2 separate regions of the Zea mays genome follow, and region 1 is linked to region 2. The links are chromatin contacts, called in public Hi-C maps. All regions are on one chromosome and are shown on one strand. The core of a region is the stretch at or near the end of the contact, and the rest is flanking DNA. Distances in the headings are between cores, read along the strand shown.

Evidence for each region. A called contact is a pair of places that touch in the nucleus more often than the background predicts.
Region 1: a contact with region 2 is called in a Hi-C map of ear, with 1.8 times the contacts expected there. The contact joins the promoter of LOC100281596 here to the promoter of LOC100191786 in region 2. A contact is called at or near these places in 2 of 25 Hi-C or Micro-C datasets (ear and leaf).

The regions. Positions count from the first base shown.
Region 1 is chr8:123,875,947-123,880,081 of Zm-B73-REFERENCE-NAM-5.0, reverse strand. LOC100281596 (Putative E3 ubiquitin-protein ligase RING1) reads right to left here and starts at 2,448. Exons shown (of 10, transcript NM_001154515.2): 1 at 2,126-2,448; 2 at 1,872-1,995; 3 at 53-111. The coding sequence starts at 2,309.
Region 2 is chr8:123,357,839-123,362,530 of Zm-B73-REFERENCE-NAM-5.0, reverse strand. LOC100191786 reads left to right here and starts at 1,280. Exons shown (of 2, transcript NM_001137211.1): 1 at 1,280-2,625; 2 at 2,709-3,012. The coding sequence starts at 1,998. The coding sequence ends at 2,758.

The sequences.
Region 1 (4,135 bases), core at 1,199-3,698, 520 kb before region 2:
AAATAAAGAGGAACTCTGAAAATGAAAAGCAAGTTGACAAAGATATCATTACCTAGGCATATAGGGCATTGCACTTCCTTCCGAACATCCACTAATTTCACAAGCGTAAACCTGTAGTAAGAAAACATTCAGGTAGCAGTATGAATCTTTTGACCGTAGCGAGGACAAATCCTTTATTATTCATTTTTATTAAAAAAACATTCAGGTAGCAGTATGGAACTTTTGACCGTAGTGAGGATAAATCCTTTATTATTCATGTTTACATCAATCATGTATCCACAATCTATGGAACACAAAATCCACCACAAGATCATTATATAGCTATGAAATGGAGAAGGTGATGTTCACCATGACATAAGAGAATGACAGAACAAGATGAAAAGAGCTTGAAATTAGTAGCCCTTCCTTTTTTTTGGCAGGAAACTGATACTATTAGCACTTATACAGTAATTGGACCCCAGAGAGAACTCTTAAGCTTTCCAACTCATATTGGTGGACTCAATGAAGCTATAGGGTCCCAAAGCCACCCACAATAATAGGATTTCTACCAGAAATATGCTACAAAATTATCCAGACTGAATATTGATCTTGTAGCAATTGAGGAGCTGATTTGCACCTTCTAACAAGTAATCAATTACCAAATGCAGGACAGAGAAATGCAGGGTATAAACCGTATAATGGGAAAAATGATAAGTAAAGACGTAAGAAATCAGATGCAGTCTATAAAATTTGGAAGCACGGGAAGACATCAAAACAGCTGATGGCGAGGTCATACACTATATATCAAAAGACCAAGAGAAGCTTCTGCACCAAACCGAGTTAGGCACTAACAGGGTAAGCACTATCACGGTCATGGGTGATCAGGAATCAGGGTCGCAACAGTAGAACAAGATACCAGATACTCGGAGCTTGACAGCACACTCCATGACTGAAAAAATGAAACTCTTGCAACGAACAACTGGAAACACGAACAGATACCTCGCAACCCCCCCCCCCCCCAAGAAGATAATATATGGGATTAATGACCTTGAATGTCACTCCAGAACCAGATGTTAATGTTAAGAGAACAGCATCTCCACGAGCCCCGTTGTATACAAAGAATACGGGTGCACAAGGAGGCTCACAAGGTCGCCTACGCATGCCAAGACGCCAAGACCATTGCGATCCTGGAGGTCAGGCTAGCAGCGACAAAAAGGATACAGGAAATAGTTCGCCGTAGACATACACGATTCAGGAGCAAGAAAAATAGGCAACTGTTCCAGTGGGCAGCTGAACCACGATGAACAAGAGGGCCCATTCAGCTGTGGGCTGTGGCTGGCGGCTCCGGCAGAACAGTTTGGGCAAGCGACGATCCACCTCGGATGCACCCGCCGGCATTTGCCGTCACGAGCACGGCGCCTCCGGAACCGTGCGACATGACGAAAGCATGCATGCTAAGATCCCAGGCCCTGGCGGTGATGGGAGCGATTCCGCCGCCGCGCACAACGAAGCAGCACAGGCACAGCCGGCTCGACCGAACAAGAGCAAGAGCAACTCAAGGTGGCCTGCCGCCGCCAGTACGCCACGAGGAACGGACGAACCCGAGCGGGCTCGCGGGTCCACAACACTACGAAGATCCCACGCCTCGGAGGCGAAGGGAGCGCTCGAGCCGACATCACCACGACGAAAGCGGCGGCCGCCAGGGCTGGCGGGTGGACTGAGCACCTCCCGTCGACAGCCTCTGCCGTCACCCGGCCGAACGGGAGCTGGCGCACGGGGACGTGACGACAGGACACCGCCAAATCGCTACGGGCGGCAGAGCAGACGGCGGTGGAGGAGACGGGGAAGAGCGGAGGAGAAGGGAGGGAGGGGGGAGTCCACGGTTTACTTACTCGTCCATCACGCCGTCACTCTGCGACGACTGGCTGTCGCAGTCGTCGTCGCCTCCGCTCCCGCTCCCGTCCCCGCCGCCGCCGCCTTCGCGGTCTCCTTCCTCCTCGTCGTCAGCGTCGGAATCTGCCAAGCCCACCAGAGAAGCACGCGCTCAGCGACACCCTTAGAGACGCAGCACCGCGCGACGCGTACGCGCATCGCGAGAAGATGACCCGAGTCGGCGGGCCGCGCGTCGTTGAAAGCCCAGTAGTACCGTGGCGCTGGTCCTTGGCCTGCAGCGGCCCGCCGTCCCGCTCCTCCACTCCGTTCAGCGTCACCTTCGGCGACCGTTGGTCGGCCCCGCCGCAGCCGTCCGCGTCGGCGCCAGGAGCTTCCTCGACGTCGGCGTCGGAGCCGGGCGAGGCAGACGACGGGAGCGGGCGCTTCTGCGCGGGCATTCCGGCCGCTAGCTCGGCTCGGCGCGCGGCGTTCCTGCCTAGTGGGAACGAGGAGGAGCCGATGAGGGAAGGGAGGTCAGGTGGTGCGTGGTGGGTGGAAGGAAGCGGCTCGAGCTGATGGAGGCGGAGAGCGAGAGGAAAAGGAAGGAGACTAGGCGAACGCGAACGCGAGGCAGGGGAAGGGGGTGCCCGGTGCGGGCCGTGCAGCGCTGCCCCTGCCCCTGTGTCGTGTAACTTTGGGTTGGTGCCGATGCGCGTGGCCGCGTGCGGCGACTGCTCGGCTCGACTCGCTGGCTGCCTGCCTCCTGCCGCTCCCTGCGCTCTCGGGCCTCCTTTTCTTCTCTGTTTCTCGTTTGCCGTTGTTGAGTACGCGAGGTGGTCAGGTGGAGGCGCGACGCCCGGCCGCGGTACAGGCGTGGCCGTGCGAGTCTCGTAACTGTCGGATGCAAGATGCAACGGGAGCCGGCCCTTTGATCCAGGGGAACAAATTTGTATATGCACCTTAGGTTGTATAGAGAATAGCGTTTGGACGGAGCGACGATGAAAGAGGAAGAGTGATGAGATGTGATCATTTTAACTTTACCCGTGTTTGGTTTGGAGGTCCAGAGTCAGAGTCAAATAATATTCTTAAAAAATGGTGAATGTGGTCATCCTCAAAAAATAAGAGGCGGAATCAGTCCAGGGATTGATATTGTCCCATCCCTCATTGACACCGAACCAAACAATGTAATAACAAAGTTCACAAAAATATACATTTTTCCACTCTACTTCAATTATATATAAAATTTCATTACATAAAACTAATAAAAAATTAAAATTCATGACAAGTTTAGATTAAAAAATCGTCTATAATTTTGTCTTTCTTATTACAACTAACAATTTTAAACTTGAAAATTTGTATTTGTTGGCAAGAACAGATTAGGGTTCCGAGTTTTTTGTTGTGTTTGTTGGCAAGAATCACATTATTAACTCAAAATTTTGTTGGTAACGGGTCCAGCCCCCCTCCTCTATAAAAGCAGAGGAATACAACCGAAACTGATTTAATCAATCAATCGAACCCTCAATCAATACAATTTACATTTATTCTTAGTAGTAGTTATAGTCTAGTTCTAGGTTAGTCTTCCAATCCCCAAATTATTCGCTTCTCTTCGACTCTACGTCGATTAGAGGAGTCTAGGTTGGCCTGCCGAGCCTAGACATCTCCTAGGATCTCTCCTCCCCGACGGGGTCCCTCCCGGGAGCGAGATCCAGGCGCCGCCGGCGACTTCCGCCGCCCCTGCGCACGCGCGGACCGTCCGGCCGTCAGGCAGAAAACCCTAGCCCTGCGCCAGGCCGCGGACCGCCCGACCCCTGGCCACGGACCGTCCGCCCTTGTGCAGAGAGCACCACCACAGTTCGTGTTGAGTGATTGGCGCCCGAAAAAGGTGTCAACATACTTTTGACGACTCCGCTGGGGACAAGACGTCTAGACCTATCAAATCGGCCCTCAATGGTCGTTTCAAGGGATAGTTCTCAATTCTCCCCCAGCAACATTATAGAGCCGACTTGGTGTGAATCATCTAGACCCCTTAGTGATGTTTTGGTAATTAATAACAACTATTTGTGGATTAACAGTTCTTAGAGAAATAAGAATGCAGGTTGGACCACAGAGAACAGAAAATCTTGGAGACTTATAAGCATTGGTTGTGGATCAAGTGAAGGCAAAGGTATAACATAGTTTTTTGTTTTTGTCGGTCTCCAGGAGTTTAGAGAAGACATTTGACCGGATTAGTAGGCTAGATGGCCGTACTATTAAGAGGGGTCAATGAATTTGGTCTGTGTAAAAC
Region 2 (4,692 bases), core at 31-2,530:
GTTCTTTTTTCCCCTGTTGAACAAGTTTATTTATCTCATTACCCGCTGAAGAACTCAACGCACAGCAAGCTACAGCTACCTGAAGCCGTTTGGTTAATCATCGAAACAATGGATACCTCTAATCTTCTTCAAAGTAAGCCATGTACAAAAGGGACTTAGGTCCTTCCCTGGGAGATGTCTGTACCGATGGACTAGCTTGACTTTAGTGATGTAGCTGTTACCTGGTCTTAATTTGTTCTTGTCCTTCCGTTCTTGTTTCCATGTTGATTTCTGTTCCCCACTCGCTCCTCGCAGCCCATTTGAAGTTCGTCAGACTTACGCACAGCAGAGAGCAGACACAAACTTGGACGAGAATCGGCCACTGCTTGCCATGCGACCCTGAGCGCAGCATGCCCAATTCGGGGATTCTAACCGAGGTCGAGCTAGTAAACACCACCTGGATGCTGAAAGTTTTATGCTTGTTTCTCCATAGCGCTTCTTTATAATTTGTTCTTAAAAAAACTTCTCTGCATGCGTGTTTTTTATGAACAATGATGTGCATAGTCAACTAGGCAATAAAAAAAACTTGCATGACATGGTATATATATATATATTAATTATATGAATAGATTTTATTAAGACATAAAAATGTGTTCTATTGATTAAGTGGATGTCAATGTGAAGCTAACTACTAAAGTTTAAACTCATATTTTTACATATATTTTTTATTTTATTTTTACATTAAACGGGAATGGTAACGCAGGACAATGTTGAAATTAGTGCTTTAGGGTATTTAATGTACTAAACCTAATAATTAGCTACTAAAATTAGTTGAAGATATCAAACACTCTAGCTAATAGTTCTATTAGCTATTTTTGGTAAATTAACTAATAATTGGCTATCTATTTGTTAGTTAGCTAATTTTACCAGTAATTTTTTAGCAACTAATTATTAGCTCTATTATATTTAAACACTTAATATAGTACTCTTTGTCTCAAATTAAAATTCGTTTCAGGTATTTAGTGGATTCATTTAACATTAATGGATGTGTTTTGCATATATGACTTCGTCGTCTATTTGAATATAGATATAAAAATATATTTGAATATAGATATAAAAAGTAGTTGATGAGCGAATACTGATTTCGAACGGAGGGAGTGGAAAAGGTTTAAAGCGCGAAAAAGTCCAACTGAACAGGCCAGTTGTAGGCCACCACAAGCGAAAAGGTTCATCATTGCGAGCGATCGATAAACCTCCCAGCACTGGCAAGGTCCGGGGATCGTCGCCCCTCCCTCCGTCTCCACGACTCCACCCCCGCCCCTAAACCAACCACGTCGGCGTCCATCTCCTCCACAACACAACACCCCTCCCTTTCCAGGATTCTCCTCTCCTCCAAAAGATCGGTGGCGGGTGAGACGAGAAAGAAAGAAGCTGACAAAGGCGAGAAGGGATAGAGAGAGGAGAGAAAGGGAAGGTAGAAACTGGACAGAAAGTTTCTCCCCGCTAGAAGTAGCTCGGCGGTGAGGGAGCGAGAGACCTGCCGCCTACCCTTGCCCCACCGTTTTTTTCATACCGTCTCGCCGGAATCCTGCTTTATTTTCCCGGCCAGTCCACCGCCTTCTCGGGCTACCACGCTGATCCGGCGTCGTCTGCGGTCCTTCCGACCAACTCTTCAATCTTGTGAATTGCTTTTCGCCCAGTTAGGGCAGATCACCATTCCTTGCAGGAGTTCGTTGCCGTCTCTCCAATCCTCCCTGGCTCGACTGCTCAGTGGTGACTGATGTGGTCCACTGCCCTGCCCTGCACCTGCAAGTTAGTTTCACTCGTGATCCGTCAGCTTGCCACCCAGCAACCGCTGATTATCAGAAATCCACTTCTCAAAGCTTCAAGGAGCATCCTTCGAACAAGTTCCTGATTCCTTCGCCTCCCGCCCTCCCCGTTTCTTCTCTGGCATCCTTGTCCGTTGACCACAGAGGGAAGAAATCTGTTCCGGGCAGGCAGGCGCATTCTCCGCCACAATGGACGATGGAGCTGACCTCCCCTGCCAGTTGCTCTTCTCCCACCCGGAGATGCCTCACAGCTTCGACGAGTTCTTCAGCAGCGCCACGACCACGACCACCTGCACCCACACGCACAGCTGCGACCCTCCGGGCCCCTCGGCCGCCATGCATACCCACACGTGCCTGCACACGCACACCCAGGTCCTGGGCAGCGGCGGGGAGGACGACGGCTCAGCGAAGCCGCGGAGGCCCCTGGGAAACAGGGAAGCCGTGCGCAAGTACCGCGAGAAGAAGAAGGCGCGCGCGGCCTTCCTGGAAGGGGAGGTCAAGAAGCTGCGCGCCGCCAACCAGCAGCTCGTGCGGCGGCTGCAAGACCACGCGGCTCTGGAGGCGGAGGTGGCGAGGCTCAGGGGCCTCCTGCTCGACGTCCGGGGCAGGATCGACGCCGAGGTCGGCGTGTCCCCGTTTCAGAGGCCATGCAGCGCGGGCTCTGTGGAGTGCGGCGCTGATCCAGCTCTGCGCTTCGATGGCAGCTCGGAGGTAGTAGGAGGTGGTGGCTGGGAGAAGAGCTCAAGCCCTCAAGTTGCGGACTGCAGGATCGATGAAGGGGGAGGAGGGATGTCACGGGAACTTGATGTTCTAGAAGGTTTGCGTCACTCCATTGATGCTGGGGCAACCTTTGTGAGTTCTGATTCTCTTGCTGAACGATCGTGTTTGCCTGGTTGACAGTTTCGGGGCCTCTGCCAGCTTCTTTGGGCTTTGCTTTAAAGATAAATTAAATTATTCATGGATTTAGGAGAATGAGGAACCGACAGTGAGTAGAACTATCTTCGCATCGCTGTGGTTTATGTTTCTTATGCTGGTGTTCAGTGTGTATATATAGGGTACAGAATACTTTCATATGAGCACTGAAGAAATCGAAATTGACAATGTTTCATGCGAAATTGTACTGCGGGTATGTAAATGAAGTGCGCCTGACTTCTGACTTGTAGCCTGTTTGTGCTTAGCTGAAATATTATTAAGCTATTAATATAAAATGCACATGGTACCGTTTGAGTCTGAAAACTCATTTACATGGGCACACTATTTTTTATTTTATGCAATTATAAGACAACAGCCACTGAATTACCAAATTATTTGTTCATTTTGTGGAGCATAGAGGATATTTTTCGCCCTTTCGTTCATTTTGTTCATGGTGTGGGATTATTTGGCAAGGTTGTGGTCTGCATACTGTGTTGAGCTTTCACTGCTGTCTGAACCAACTTGAATTTAGTAGTTGACCAGCTGTCAGGATTCCGCTGCCAAGAGACAAATATATGGTTTCAGCTTTTTTTTAGCTTTTGGCCACAAAAAACCGCTGCGGACCGAAAAACGCTCAGTTTTTCAGCACACTTCTATAAAAATCGATTTGGTAAAACCATCCAAAATCAACACGGCCGCCGAGTCGTTGCAATAGTAGGAATTCATCACTTTCTAGATATTGAACCATATGGACACCTTCATATTCCTCTGCACATAATCCCCACGATACACAGATTCTTCGCACAACTAGATTCTCTCTACAACCAGATTATCAGAAAAGTTGGTCAGAAAAAAGCTAAACCAAACAGGCCAATATTCTCCTCAAGTCAAGGTTCATTGTCATTTTGCGTTGGTCTGCTCTCAAGTCAAAGAATGCTTTTGCTCGGATAGTATACAACAGTTCACTGACACTACTGCAGTACTACCTCATGCCTACTTTCAGACTCTACAACCTTGTTTCTCTGGAATCTGGATTCTATGTGCAGCACTGCACTGCAGCTCACCTGATGTATCATGTATGCAGTCTGATCTACAGATCTTTGCGGAGATGTGTAGATTTTGGTTACTGGTTGATAAACCCTTCAGTTAGTGAGAAAGGAAGAAACTATGTATTGTCAAGCCCATGTGATCCTTGGAACTGAATTGTCAAGGGCGTCGAGACCTAGGGTACCTGGCCTTTGGCTACGGAGTTCGTAGCCACGATCCATCGTCGCCGACGAGGTTTTGCCCCTCAGTCGTCGGCTTGTTGAGAGAAGAGGCAGAGAGAGTTTAGGAAATAGGGTTCTTACTTAATCCGTTAATGCATCTGGTTACAAGCATATATGGCCTCTGGCCCAACTAAATGGAGCTAATCTCTCCTTAATTCTAGGGGTTACAAAAAGATAGTAATCCTATCTTTCCTATCAGCCACTGAAAGCTGGCTCCTCGTGTGCGCGCGGACGTCGTGGGCGCGTCTGTGCCTGGTGTACGTGCGTCCGCACATGACATCTCTCCCCCCTCTAGGTCCAGCTCGTCCTCGAGCTGAAAGTCCGGGAACCGGGCATAGAAGTCGTCGAGGTCTTCCCATGTTGCTGATGCGGCCTACAGTCTACTCGCTGTGCCAATGCACGAGCACCTGGCGAACTCCACTCGCCAGGCGAGCCCGCTCGACCCGAAGGGGCTCTGGAACCACTGCGCCATGGTGGACTATGGGTAGGTCAGGAGGCGTGTCCGGTGGAGTCCTGATGAATTTCTTGAGTACTCCACCATGGAACCCATCATGAAGACGTGCGCCCGGTGGCAGTTCCAAGCGGACAACGACATCGTTGATTAGTTTGGCGACACGGTAGGGCCGACGCAGCGAGGCTTGAGCTTCCCCGTGGCCGAGCATGGAAGGGAGGTGGCCTCGTGCTGACGGAGGCGCAGGAACGTG